3 separate regions of the Sus scrofa genome follow, and regions 1 and 2 are each linked to region 3. The links are chromatin contacts, called in public HiChIP or PLAC-seq and promoter capture Hi-C maps. All regions are on one chromosome and are shown on one strand. The core of a region is the stretch at or near the end of the contact, and the rest is flanking DNA. Distances in the headings are between cores, read along the strand shown.

Region 1 (4,501 bases), core at 825-3,324, 410 kb after region 3:
AAGCACATTAAAAAAACAATATCAATTAATAATAATTCTTAAAGAATAAAAACATACTTATGAGTGGTCATTATTTACTAGCATTAATAAGAAATTAGAGTCTGGAAAGTCTGCTTAGCATATGAAATTGGTGCCAACTCACCTCTGTTGATATTTTATAAGTGTTGGTTGGGGATGAAGTGATAATCTGCCAAAATCTGAATCATCCTTGCCAGGTTTGGGGGTTCTGTAGAGAAGACACCTTTACCAGGTCTGACTGCCATAGCTCAGGAAAATGGTGCGGTCATTCCTCTTAACGTAGAATGTACTTGAGATGTTTAAGGGACCTATGTAATAAGGTCCAGAAAGACAGTATTAGTAGTGGTTTAGATATGGAATGTAATAGTTAACAATTATGGAATGCTTAAACTATGTTCTAGGCACTGATGCATTAACCCATTTAATCTTTTCAACAACCCTATGAGTTATAGGTACTCCAACCCACATTTTATAGGAAACCTTGGCTTGGCAAGGTTAAGGAATTGCTCAAGATAACAAAGGGAGTAAGAGGCAGGGCTAAAATTTGAACCCATGCAGCCTGTGCTCAGGGTGTCTATGTTCATAACCACAATGCTACAGGTAGACTCAAACAGTTGGAAGAAACCTGGGCAAATTTTCTATAAAGAGCAAATTAATTTTCTCAAACAATCCCTGTTCACTTTATTCCATATTAGATAGTCTTCAACTCACCTTTTTTTTTTTTTTTTTTTCTTGGTCTTTTTAGGGCTGCACACACGGCACATGGAGGTTCTCAGGCTAGGGGTTGAATAGGAGCTGCAGCTGCCAGCCTACACCACAGCCAGAGCAATGCCAGATCTGAGCCTCATCTGCAACCTACACCACAGCTCATGGCAATGCTGGATCCTTAACCCACTAGGCGAGGCCAGGAATCAAAGCCACCTCCTCACGGATACTAGTCGGATATGTTAACTGCTGAGCCACAATGGGAACTCCTTCAACTCACATTTTAAAGAGATAGAATGGCATTTATATGCCAACTTTAAATAATAATTATCTTTAATATTTTACAATTTACAATAGTGAAGAATGAACAGTCTGTTAGTTTCTAAGACAGAGGGATGATACATTTCACCCTCCGGATGAAATAACAAAAACCACAAACTTCATACTACATTTATTGAAATTACTTGGATCTAAAGAATTGCTTAAACAACCTAATGAAAATAGGTCAGTGTACCAATCAAGTGTAATCAGTATGCCTCCAAGTTTCAATAACTTAATCTTTACTGGTGAAGAACTTTGATGTTTGGTACATTATTCAAAATCCACATATTCACCTAAATTCACCGAAATTGTGGCTTTTTCCTCTAATCTACTCCTTTTCATTAGGATTCTTTTATATCTTGGTTTACCACATTTACAGATTTCTGAAAGTTTCGTCTCATTCTCGTCAGGCCATTTACCTCACAATTTTCCTCTCTAAATGGATGAATTCTTACTGCAAAATCTGTAGCTACACTACCAAAGATTAGTAAAACGATCTTAAAAGACTTGTCTAAGAAACTACACCACCACCACTGAATTACAACCAGTAACAAATGGTCCGGGACAAATCCACTCCAACCTTTAAAGGAGAGGGTTCGGATACACAGGGCAGACAGGGAATGGGAGGAGGGGAGGTCGGAAAAGGCAGTGTTTGATTCAAGTCAATAAACATTGACTGCGCCACTCCTCAAGCGGAAAAAAAAAGGGGCGGGGGCGGTATTTTGAGCAGTGGGCCTTGCAGGTTTGCAGGAGGAGGCAAGAGCCTGTGCCACGGACTTGGGCTCTGGAGAACGGCAGGGCTGGATACCAGCCCTTCGCCAAGCCAGGCGAGGGCGGCCAACTAGGGCCGGGCCTCCAGCGCCCAGCTCCCGGCGCCCGCACCCTCGCAAGCCCGCCGGCCGACCAGTCGAAGCCGCTTACCGATGGCGCCTCGCTGACTCCCCAGGGGCAGCCCTTCAACGGTTGCCGCAGTCAGAGCACCACCCCGCGGTGGGGTACGTCGAGTCCGCCCGCAGTTCTCGGGTCCGCGGAGCTTCGCCACTCTCGCGAGAAGTCGGCGGAATCCGCGAAGTGGTGGGGTTGGGGGAAGGAAGAGAAGGGAGGGGCTTTTAACGGTGGCGGCTGCTTCTGCGCCTGATCCTGGAGAAGGGCGGGCGCCATTGTGCTTCGCCGCCGACTGTTCAGCCTCATTTAGAGGCCTAGAACTCAGAGGAAGAAGGTAGTGGTGTGATCGCTGGGAGCCGGACGCGCCTGTTCGGTGTTAGCACCGGAAGAAGGGGAATAAGCTGCGGAGTTTGGGCTTCTACCTCTGGGGTAGGTGGTTCTAGTCTAGGCCGCTGGTGGGGGAGGGGAGGAAATGAAGTGCGGCCCCGGGGACGCGGAGGCCCCTGCTTCCTTCCTCTCTAGATGGGGTGAAGGAGCTTGATCCCGCGAACGAAGCGGAGCTGTCCGCAGGCCTTCTTTGCCCGGAGCCTTTCGTCCCGTGGTGGAGTTTTGTGACGGGTGAAGGGGGCAGGTTGTGCGTCTTCCATATGGACTTGCGGCGGGCTCGGGCAAGGGGCTTGAGCCATATTTTGGCCTTTGGCGGCCTCCCCTTAGGTTGGGTTTAGGAGGGTCTTTACCGAGCCCCGAGGGCGAGCAGTGTCACGTGTAAAATATTTAATGAGCGAGGTGTTGAAGGCCAAGAGACTCAGGGCTCTGCCAGCCCAGCCTTGAATTGTAGGGACTTTGCCAGCACCTTAGATGCGGTAAATATTTGCTGATTGATTGTCCAAGTTCTTGAGTATCGTAATAACTTTGGGCTTTCTTTTGCTTTGTGGTAAATTGTACGTTCTTCAAATGGAAATACGTGATGATATGTGTAAGAACGGACTTGTTGGCCTAAGAAGTAAAAATATGGAGGGCATCAGTAGAACATAGTACTCCTTCATTTTGATGAAACTGCATAATGAAGATGACTGTGTACACACACCAAAAATACTGTAATTCTTTTTTCCTACGTACAGATGTAAATATATGGGCAACATCTCTCTTGGTAATAAATTCATCACGAATGCTGTCGTTTGTCACTATTAAGAACAAAGGTGCCAAGTGAAGTGGAATTCAGTAAGATTTTTTTTTTCCGATTTTGTATAATATTTTAGTTTTTTTTTTCATTTTAAAAATAATTTAAAAATCTCTCCTTGCTCTCATCTGTCCGTTTCTGTCTAGAGCCAAGAGGTAAGGTTAAAGATGAATTTTTGACTTAAAAATCAAATGGTATACCATTGTTAAAAAGGCAGGCATATAGTGTAACTAGATTTTTGCTTTCCTTTGAGATAAAATTTTGTTTCAGAAATGGGGTCATTACAGAATTCCCTGGTGGCTCAGCAGGCTAAGAATCTGGAGTTGTAACTGCTATGAGTGGATACTGCTGTGAAGGGGGGGGGCGTCCCTGGCTGGGGAACTTCCGCATGCCTCAGGTGTAGCCAAAAAACAAACAAAATCCGTATTAAAAATTTTTTAAAAAATGAGGTCAGTGTTTCATTTACAGCTCTACATACAGCATTTTGTGAAACCTCAGGGGTATATGAGGCATTAGCGGTAGAAGATATAGGTCTGATTCTTGATTTTACCGTAATTATTTATTTATTAATGTTTTCCTAGAAGCGTAGCAGTCAATTCTTAGAGTTAAGATGAGGATTAAGTTCTAGTAGTGAGTAGCAGTCAACACCCTGGGGGACATAATACTTGATGAGTATAAACAATTGGAACGGATATTAAAGTCCATCTGTCCATTCTGGTCAGAATAACATTCAAATTTTACCCTCCCTGAAATACCCCCTTCACGGAGTGCTGGCCGTTTTTCACAGGCAAAGTGCTATCTACTTATATAAAGTCTATACTACAAATCTTTACATGTAAGAATTTTTTACAACTCTTCTTTTGCCCTAAATTATACCACAGATATAAACATGCTTGGTAAGTATAGTTCTGAGTTTTTTCCAAAGTTGAGTACTGGATCAGATGTCTTGAATAAGAATGATTAAAAATTCATACTTACTTAAGTACAAGTGATTTCTCTTCCTCATTGGCAAGAGAGATTAATTTCCCAGATAAAGCACAATGATGCCCCTATATAAACATGTGCATATATTCTTTGGGGTGGGGGGAGGCAAGGAACAAACTTTATGTTAAAGTTTAGAATTGAGTATGGGTAGTGTAAAATCAGGCTCCAATATGTTCATATATATACTACATGAAGGTGTCAGATAATAGCTTGAACATAAGTCATCCATGGCCCCAATTTTTAATCAGCTCCATATGCACTTTACACAGCTCTTCATCTAGTATGCTTTCAAGAGTTGCCCACTTAATTTTAGGAAAATAATTTTAATTGTACAGAACTATCAAATAATGTAAAACACTTTGATAGTTTGTTATGTATTTTAGCTACTAGGTTAGGGCTTCACATTAC
Region 2 (4,593 bases), core at 641-3,140, 490 kb after region 3:
ACATGTTCTCTGTGCAGTAGAATACAAAGAAACTGAGGGACTAAAAATAACTGCACCCCTGTGCAGCTGGGGCAAATTATGAGCAACAACATACCAAAAGGCCAAAACCCAACTGTCACTTCTGAGGGGACTGCTCAGGATCCATGCACTCAGCACTACCAATGGGGTAGGTGGACCACCTAAGCCACCCCTGTGGCCAGACCCACAGTCTGCCCAGCCCCCTACACTCACCCCATTTAAGGACCAGCTTGCCCTCACTTAGGAAGCAAGCAAGGGCACCTGTTACTTGTTTTCGCTCCCGCTCTCTCATGCTGCAGGAGTGCCAATAAAGTCTGGCCTGAATTCCTCATCTGGCTTATCAATTTCTACTGATTAAACAGTTTGTCCTCGATTGCTGATCAAAACGGTTTCTCTAAAGAAGAGAGATATCAAAATCTAGAAATGGATTTTTTAAAAACGAAGTATTTTTTAACTTAACCTGATGGATGAAGGCACGGGCAACCCATGGAGCGGCTTAAATGTGCGTTTAGATGTTACTGGAAAACTGAACGAGGGCACGTACGAGGAGGGCTTCGCACAAAGTCTCGTCCAGCCTTGTCTTGGACCAAACTAACGTGCTCAGTCTAAACGGTGTGAAAATCTTGTTTCTGTGCCTCCACAGGCATAAATAGTCATAAATGCTGGTGGACAAATGGTTTCAGGAAAGGAGCTTTGAGTTTGCAAGCAAGTTCTGAGCTGCTTACTCTACTGCTGCCTCCAACACTGAGATCCTTTAACATATTTCTGTCGGTCAGCAGGCTTCTAGCAGGAATTTATAAAATGACAGTGAAATTCAGGAGAAAAAAAAAGCCAAACTCTTGCATAATCACTTTATTCAAACCCATGCAAGTATTCACTTAGTTCTTGTTTATTTTGTTCTTTAATTCCCAGAGCTGGTCAATTAACAGTGGTTTTGGATGGAAGTTCTTTCCCCAGTTTTCCCTCTCAACATTTTCGACATGGTTGCATGGGAAACTTGCAAAAAGAAAAACAAACACAAACCATATTCAACAGAATTGTCTGTTTTCCTCAGGATTCATTTTGGAAATGACTACGAGTAATTTTTCAGATGTCACTAGTACAAGAGCAGGCTAGACTTAAAAAGATTTTAAAAGCACACGACTTCAGTGGAATCCAAGTCTCTCCTGTTCACGTCCCAATTCCATCCAGGGGGTTATTTGGCTGAACTGTTTTCCTGTTTCAACAGCTTGAGCACCAACCGACTGGACAAACAACACGGAGAGCAAAGAAGGGCCAGCTTCCTCGCACCCCCACCCCCACCGCACAAAAGCTGTGGAAATCTCCACAGCTAACTTGGCCACTTCTCCTTTCTGCTCCAATGGCCCTGAAGCTATGTTCGTCCCGGGACTCTAAGCCCCTCTGCCCTCCTGTCAATTAGCCCCCGTTTGGGGACCTCTCCCTGCGAGTGGGGTCTGCACTGAGGATGTGCACACGACTGGACAGGGGGTTCGCTCTCAGGTCCCCGGCGGCCCCCTCCCTGGCGGGCGCCCTCGTCGGAACCCAGGCGACGCAAAGGAGGGGGTGCTGATCTGACCCCGGGGCGCACGGGGTGGGCGTGGGGGAAAGCGTGGGATGCCCGTGGGGATGCAGCCCTCCGCCATCGACAGGGTGTAGGGTCTCCCCCGGTTCAGGGGGTTGTGGGGGCGGAGAGGTGGGGCCGAGCGGGGAGCGAGGCGAAAGCGGTCAGTCTGCGTCCCAGCTCTCAGGCCGAGGAGGTGGCGCACCAAGGGGGCAGCTTACCCACGGCGGCGGCGGCGGCGGCGGCGGCGGCGGTGGCGGCGGCGAGGCCCAACAGCGGCAACAGGAGCGCGGGTGGCGCGGCCCGGGCCATGACGGCGGGTGCGGGCCCGGCGCGCTGCTCGGAAGTGCGGAGCCGCAGCCCGACCCCTCCCACCTGCGCCCCCGCCGACCCGAGAACCCGCCCGCGCTGCCTTCTGGGCCCGCGCACAGCTCTCCGTGATTTTCAAAACTTTTGCTCTTAACTGAAATGTCAGCCTGTCAAAAATGTTGCCAAAATAGTACAAGGAGTTTCCATAACCTTTCAACCAGCTTTCCAAGTAGTAACGTCCTATGTGACTTCAGTACAATGGTCAAAGCCAGTGTATTAACCCTGGTGCGATAACATGAACTCATCTGCAGCCTTTATCACATTTCGCCAATTGCCCAGTTGTTCTTTTACTGTTCTAAAATTCATCTGCGTTGAGATGTCACGGGTACCCTCAATTTCTTGAATGCGGGACAGTTCCGTATCATTGCTTGTCTTTTGCCACCTGGACATAGGTTTGGAGAGTTCCAGCCAGTCGTTGTGCAGAATGTCCTTCAGTTTCAGTTTATCTACTATTTTCCTCTTGAGGGAGATTGGAGGACAAGCATTCAGGTTATGTTTATGTTTTTGTTTTGTTATTTTTTATTTTTTTATTTTTTGGCAAGAATACCGCAGAAGTCATATGCCTGGCGCAGGAGGGCCGTGCTGTTTCTCTCATCACTGGAGATGTTCATGTTGATTACTTGTTAAAGTGGTGTTTGTCCTTTGGACCCAATGACCAGAAACATTTTCAAAAGCCCTCTTTCAATGGACTGTGTCCCTCAGATGATTTGTCACTAGCTTTGTTACCAGCTCCTGGATTAAAGGTCTTTAAACTGTGGTTGCACAGCCCTGGGAAGGAACCAACTCTGATGGATACTTAATCTTGAATTTCTAGCCTCCAGAACTGTGACATAAAAAATTTCTGTTGTTAAGGAAAAGAAAACTATACTTGTTATTATATATATAAACTATGTAAGTATAACTTGATTGGGGAGGGCCTCTGGAACCAGACAACCAGGGCCAAGCAGGCTTCTTATTTAAGCCCTGAATAGCTTCATGTCATTAGCAAAAGAGTGCTTTAAAACTGCGTCTAAACTCAACAATACAAATGACTCAATTTAAAATGTACAAAAGCTCTGAAGAGACACCTTGCCAAAGAAGATATACAGATGGCAAAAAGCATACGAAAACACACTCAACATATGTCACCAGGAAACTGCAGATTAAAACAAAAATGAAATACCATTACACATTATTAAAATGGATTTTTTTTTTTTTTTGCTTCTTAGGGCCACACCCACAGGATATGGAGGTTCCCAGGCTAGGGGTCTAATTGGAGCTGCAGCTGCCAGCCACGCCACACCCATGCCGGATCACCACAGCCATGCCAGAATGGAGCCGCGTCTTCAGCCTACACATCGCACTGCCAGATCCGACCCATGTCTGTGACTTACACCACTGCTCACAGCAATGCCAGATCCTTAACCCACTGAGCAAGGCCAGGGATCAAACCTGCAACCTCATGGTTCCTAGTCAGATTTGTTTCTGCTGTGCCAGGACAGGAATTCCCTAAAATGGCTTTTAAAATCCAAAACACTGACAATACCAAATGCTGATGAAGATGTATAGCAAAAGAAACTCTCATTCACTTCTGGTGAGAATGCAAAATGGTACAGCCACTTTGGAAAACAATTTGGCAGCTTCTCACAAAACTAAATATACTCTTACCATATGATTGAGTGATCATGCTCCTCAGTATTTATTTATCCAAGCAAGTTGAAACTTTACATACACACAAAATTTTGCATATATATATATGTATGTATTTATTTATTTAGTAGCTTTATCTATAATTGCCAAAACCCGGAAGCAACCCAGATGTCCTTCAGTAGGTGAATGGATAAATAAATCATGGTGTATCCAGATAATGGAATATTATTCAGCACTAAAAAGAAATGAGGAGTTCCCGTCGTGGCGCAGTGGTTAACGAATCCGACTAGGAACCATGAGGTTGCGGGTTCCGTCCCTGCCCTTGCTCAGTGGGTTAACGATCCGGCATTGCCGTGAGCTGTGGTGTAGGTTGCAGACGTGGCTCGGATCCCGCGTTGCTGTGGCTCTGGCGTAGGCTGGTGGCTACGGCTCCGATTCAACCTCTAGCCTGGGAACCTCCATATGCCGCGGGAGCGGCCCAAGAAATAGCAACAACAACAACAACAACAACAAAAGACAAAAGACAAAAAAAAAAAAAAAAAAAGAAATGAGCTATCAAGCCATGGAAAGACCTGGAGGAACCTTAAATAACATTACTAAGTGAAAGAAGCCAATCTGAAAAGGCTACATGCCCTATGATTTCAACTTTATATTTTGCAAAAGGCAAAACTATGGTGACAGTAAAAAATATCAGTGGTTGCCAACAGTTGGGGGAGATGAGGAGGGAGGCATGATAAGTGGAGCACAAAGAACTTGTAGCACGTTGAAACTGTACTGGGAGTTCCTGTCATGGTGAAGTGGAAATGAATCCGACTAGGAACAATGAGGTTTCGGGTTCGATCCCTGGCCTCGCTCAGTGGGTTAAGGATCCGGCATTGCTGTGAGCAGTGGTGTAAGTCACAGACATGGGTTGGATCTGGTGTGACTGTGGCTGTGGCCTGCAGCTACATCTCTGATTCAACACCTAGCCTGGGAACCTCCATATGCCACAGGTGCGGCCCTAAAAAGACATAAAG
Region 3 (4,760 bases), core at 1,974-4,473:
TAAGGTTCCTTCTGGACTTGGTCAGCAAGAATCCTAGTCAGGAAAGTGCTATGTCTCTCAGGTGAGACTTTTATCATTGGGAACATGTGAGCCACAAGTGATAAAAATAAAGCCTAAAATTACTGTTCTTCAAAAGACTTGCAGAATTTTTTTTCTTTTTTTTTTTTTCTTTTTTGCCTAACTTAAAATAAAAACCCATAAAAGACTAACAGGATTAATTCTTATTTTACAAAAGATTCAAAATTTAAAACTTTCAGAATCAAGCAAATCTACTTCAAGAATCATATTAAATGTTTTTATGACCTTCAGAAGTTGGTCAAAATATTCTTCCTTTGACATCTGAAGATTATCTGCTTCTTAAAGGCATCAAAATATCTTTTTTTTTTTTTGGTAACACTGTTATTAGGATTAAACACAGAAAGGATTTAAAATATATTCCTACCTATATAACTTGTATGTCTGTGCATTCCACAAAACAACCGTTCCATCCGCCGCCCCTGACACCAAACAAGAGGAGTCTGGGGAAAACCGGCAAACCCTCACAGGGCTACCACTGGGCTGCTCCATCACCGCCAAAATCTGTCCATTCTGAGTATCCCACAGGACAGTGGTACCATCTGTTGAACACGAAGCCAAAATATGTCCTGAAGGGGAGAAGCAGCAGCAGTGGACAGCATAGGTGTGAAACTTCAATGGAGAGTGTGGCAGTTCAGTAAAGTCACTCAGGCAGTACAGGCGAATTGTCTTGTCCAAGGAGCAAGTGGCCAAGAGGGAAGCAGAGAAGGCACAGCAGTTGACATCATCATCATGATCAGCTAATGTGTGAATCAGTTTCACCATGTTCTTTATTTGAAGTAAAATATCCTGCAGTTATCAGATGGATAAAGGTTACTTCATCCCAGGAATCAAATAAACACAACTCCAATCCGTACAAAAGAGCCAAAATCAATTTCAAAACTTGCTCAATGAAAGCCCCTACATTCATATTTTTAAAAGACACTATATTATACCCAAGGTAAGAATAATTTGGAAAAAAAAGCATTAAGACTATAACCTCTGATGATGATCACAATCATCCGTGCCATAACAATAAAGTTCCCTAACTTCTGAAAAAGAACCTAGTCAAGTGACCAAAATGATGTGACACTGAACATCCAAAACCATTTCGTCTTTGAAGACTTTCCCTTAACTGCTACTTAACACTCCCTCATTCCAGATCTGCTAATCTCAACTCAAAAATATTTTTCACTATTTTAACAAACTCTCCCTCTCCTTGCACCGGATGGAGACAAGGCTATTCCTCTGCCTCTAAGATGGGGAACTATATGGTTCACTCACAAAAAGTTTCATTTACAATTTAAATGAAAACTATCATGTCATGGTCTGTCATCTTGTCTAACAAAAAATAAAATAAGTAAGAGATTTGTGGTGAAGAACCAATGTAATAAATCAAGGAAACCAAAAAGAATGGCAAAAAATGGACCTGGCCAGTTGCACTGAAAAACAAATTTACAAATTTATAATAAAATCCAAACTCCTCACTACAGCTTACAAAACCCTCTATGACCCAGCTCTTGCCTGCCTACTTTTCAGATCTCAACTCACCACTTTCTCTCTCCCACTTCTTTCCAGCCTCCCTAGTCCAAAGGATTACATTAAAGATCTTCACCAAGTGGTTTTCTTAGGCTTAAATTCTCTTCTCTCTGCTTTTGGGATCTTATTTCTCATTCAGATTTCAATTTCAGCGTCCTTCCCAATCTAAAGTAGCCACTCTCTAGGCTAATGTATCACCCTACTTTAATCCTCAGCCTATCAATTACCAACAACCGACATTCACTTGTCTCCCTGCCCCCCAACTACAATGTAAACTCCACAACAGTAATCTGTTCCATCTTGCTATCCACAGCATGGAAAACAATGGTGTCAGCACATAACGTGGTCAAATAAATATTTGTTGAATTAACATGTTTTCCAAACCCAGCTGGGTTCTATTCTTTAAATATTATAGACTATTAATACAAAACGATTAGAAAATTAAAAATAAAGCTACCAAATGCTTTGTTAAAAAAATCCGACAGCGGAAAAATGGTGCAGAACGAGGCAATCAGCCCTGAAGGGACAGGTATAACCTTTAATTGTAAAATTTATAATGCCTTGTTCTAATGTTACTTACAGAAAGCTTTACAAATAGATGGAGCATGTCTTTTCGATATCTTATCCCAAAAGTTCAGCCTCTCTTTTTCAAACAAACTACAATGAAACCTAAAAAACTGAAAAACCAGCAAAAAAAAAAAAAAGTTCTGGTAGATTACCGCCTGTTTTGTTGCACTGAAAACAAGTGCGATCAGGTGGTGCTTTCTGGAGAGCTCCCAAGCCCCAACTATGCAAGTGCACACAAGCAATTTTCCAAACAAACTTGCTTCTTCACCCCTGTGGCACTCATTTCCTTTTGCAGTTCTAGGAGACCCCAGAGTCAGAAGGACGAAACCGAAATCAGCTGCACAGTTTGTTTTGAAAAGGTCTCTCAAGCCCCCTACCTGCTTTGGGGAGTAGGTATCCACCTTCAAGACATAAAGCCAAACACTCACAGGCAAACCGGGTCAACTCGCCAGTGTGAACACAGGCATCCCTATCTAATGCAAAGCAAACCCGAAATGGCAAAGAATCCCCCCGAATGTAAAACCGGCGACCTACTTCCCCTGGACGCGGGGACCAAGGATTTGCCCAACGTCGAGCCAGCCGGTTCTCGGCGGAAGGAGCAGACCGAGCGGACGGAGGCAGGAGCGCGGCCGGAGGAGAGCAGGGCCTTCCAGGGCGCAGGAACCGGAGTTCGGGGTAGGACCGGGGAGAGTGCAGCCGGGGCTTCCACACCTCAGCGGGAGCACCCGCCCGGCTCTCAGCCGAGACAGAACAACCTTGCCCCGCTCCGGTCAAGGGCTCAGCTAGTCCCTGTCGCGCGCTTAGAACCAGATGCGGAGAAACAGGAGGGTTTCGACACCGGAACACGGCGGGCTGACCCCAGTCACACTCCCCCACCTGCCGCCGCTGCAGCTAAACTGGCCCAGGAGCGCGACACCTTTCACCTGGAAGACCCACGACGCCTGGGTTCCGCCCTCAGGGGCCCTGCAAGCAGCACAGCACACGTGACACGCAGGTGAGCCGGGTGGAGCTGGCACGGGTAGAGGCCCTAAGGCTAAAGAATAGGCTCCGCCCCCCTGAGGGGTCGGCCCGCGCTGCGGCGCATGCGCGCCCTTTCGCCCTCTGATGGGGAGGTCTCTAAATTCTGCCTCTAGGATTCAAAAGAGTCCAGACTTGGGGAGATATTTTAGTTGAAATTTTTTTCCAGTTGAGGAAGCTGAAATCCCAACGTTTAGCGAATGTCTGAGATGCGGTTTTACAGGAGGGATTATACAACTCTCCAGTTATTCCAGCTCAAAATTTTGAATCTTGTTCCTCTCTTTATCCCCGTCCCCTGCCCCGTCTATTTTCTGACCTCCTGATTGGTCTTTTCTGTTTAGGCTAGCTCTGACCTCGGCTGTCCATAAATTCTGCCACAGCCTTTGTGCCCAGGTTACCCACATCTCTTTTTCTAAGGTGGGCTCCTCACCCCTGGGCCCTGGTCCTGTCGTTCTCCTGTTCGCTAAATAGGTCCAGGTGGATATCCTGGCATCACCTGAACCCAATGTGCGTTTCTTCTAGCGTTGCCGACTGTCTCCTAATTTCACGGATAGACCTATGTGTCTACGGAGTGGTCTTGCCAAGCCCTTTTGAGGTTAAAAAAATTGACCAGGAAAAAAACTTCCCAGGCATGCTAATACCTATCATCTTAGGGCAGGACACAGTATAGGACCATGTTCGGGTGAAAGTCAAAGATACAAACAAAAGTGTTTTCTTCAATGAGGAAATAAATTATCAACCCAAGGAAGCCAAAGTCTTATATTTGAAAAGTAATAACCTAAAATATTCATATTTAAACATGAAATTGAGATCGCTGGAAAATATTTGTAAAAGGGGAGATCAAAATTCATGATTTTGAGATGCTCCTGTGATTTTTATTTATTTTTGCTTATTGGGACCACACCTGTGGCATGTGGAAGTTCCCTGGCTAGGAGTCAAATCCGAGGTACAGCAAACTATGTCTGCAACCTCACCACAGCTCAGGGCAAGGCATGATCCTTAACCCACTGAGAAAGGTCAGGGATTGAACACATGTCATCATGGATACTAGCCAGGTTCATTACCACTGAGACACAAGGGGAACTTCTGCTCCTGTGATTTTTAAATCGATTAACAAGTGCATTATGACTGAGACTTTGAAATCTGATTATGTGCCAAATACTGCCAAATTAGTATTTTTCTAAAAGTGAAACTGACAGCACTAATGGCCTGAACCCAGCCAGAACACAGATTGGGACTTGAACCCATGTTTTTAAATTCGAGTTACCCTGTGTCTGGATTCACTAAGGTTTGGGTTCTTTGTGCCTCAGTGCAGCAGTAATTTTCAGTGAGAGACAAAGTGATAGGTAAAAAACAGATTTAGTAGGATAGACCGCTTATAAGAGATGCAAGCAGGCAGACAAGGAAGCTCTGCCTGAGGATCTGGTGGGCCACAGTTTTATCATCCAAGGGAGGCAGGGGTTGGAAAGGCTCGCCTCTTTAGTATCCGGTAAGGTGTGCATTCAAATCAGCTGAAGGGTGGTCCTCAAACTCCTGCCCTAGGTCTGAATCTGAATGCAGGCCTCATCCCATCCCCCACCCAA

The links. Promoter capture Hi-C pulls out the DNA fragments that hold promoters and counts their contacts. HiChIP or PLAC-seq counts read pairs in DNA pulled down with a chosen protein or histone mark.
Region 1: a promoter capture Hi-C map of liver shows a contact between it and region 3, with 4 times the contacts expected there. The contact joins the promoter of MARCH7 here to the promoter of WDSUB1 in region 3. A contact is called at or near these places in 2 of 5 promoter capture datasets (fetal liver and liver), 3 of 47 Hi-C or Micro-C datasets (embryonic fibroblasts, epiblast stem cells and fibroblasts) and 2 of 2 datasets of contacts at active chromatin or transcription factors (alveolar macrophages and skeletal muscle).
Region 2: a contact with region 3 is called in an H3K27ac HiChIP or PLAC-seq map of skeletal muscle, with 3 times the contacts expected there. The contact joins the promoter of CD302 here to the promoter of WDSUB1 in region 3. A contact is called at or near these places in 1 of 47 Hi-C or Micro-C datasets (embryonic fibroblasts) and 1 of 2 datasets of contacts at active chromatin or transcription factors (skeletal muscle).

What each region holds. Positions count from the first base shown.
Region 1 is chr15:66,647,289-66,651,789 of Sscrofa11.1, forward strand. MARCH7 (E3 ubiquitin-protein ligase MARCH7) reads left to right here and starts at 2,075. Exons shown (of 10, transcript XR_299495.3): 1 at 2,075-2,358. It overlaps LOC110256931 (a long non-coding RNA gene), which reads right to left and starts at 2,102. Exons shown (of 5, transcript XR_002339014.1): 1 at 1,966-2,102; 2 at 143-326.
Region 2 is chr15:66,730,700-66,735,292 of Sscrofa11.1, forward strand. It overlaps CD302 (CD302 molecule), which reads right to left and starts at 1,891. Exons shown (of 6, transcript NM_001110425.1): 1 at 1,801-1,891. The coding sequence starts at 1,891.
Region 3 is chr15:66,235,978-66,240,737 of Sscrofa11.1, forward strand. WDSUB1 (WD repeat, SAM and U-box domain-containing protein 1) reads right to left here and starts at 3,224. Exons shown (of 11, transcript XM_021074784.1): 1 at 3,084-3,224; 2 at 443-864. The coding sequence starts at 840.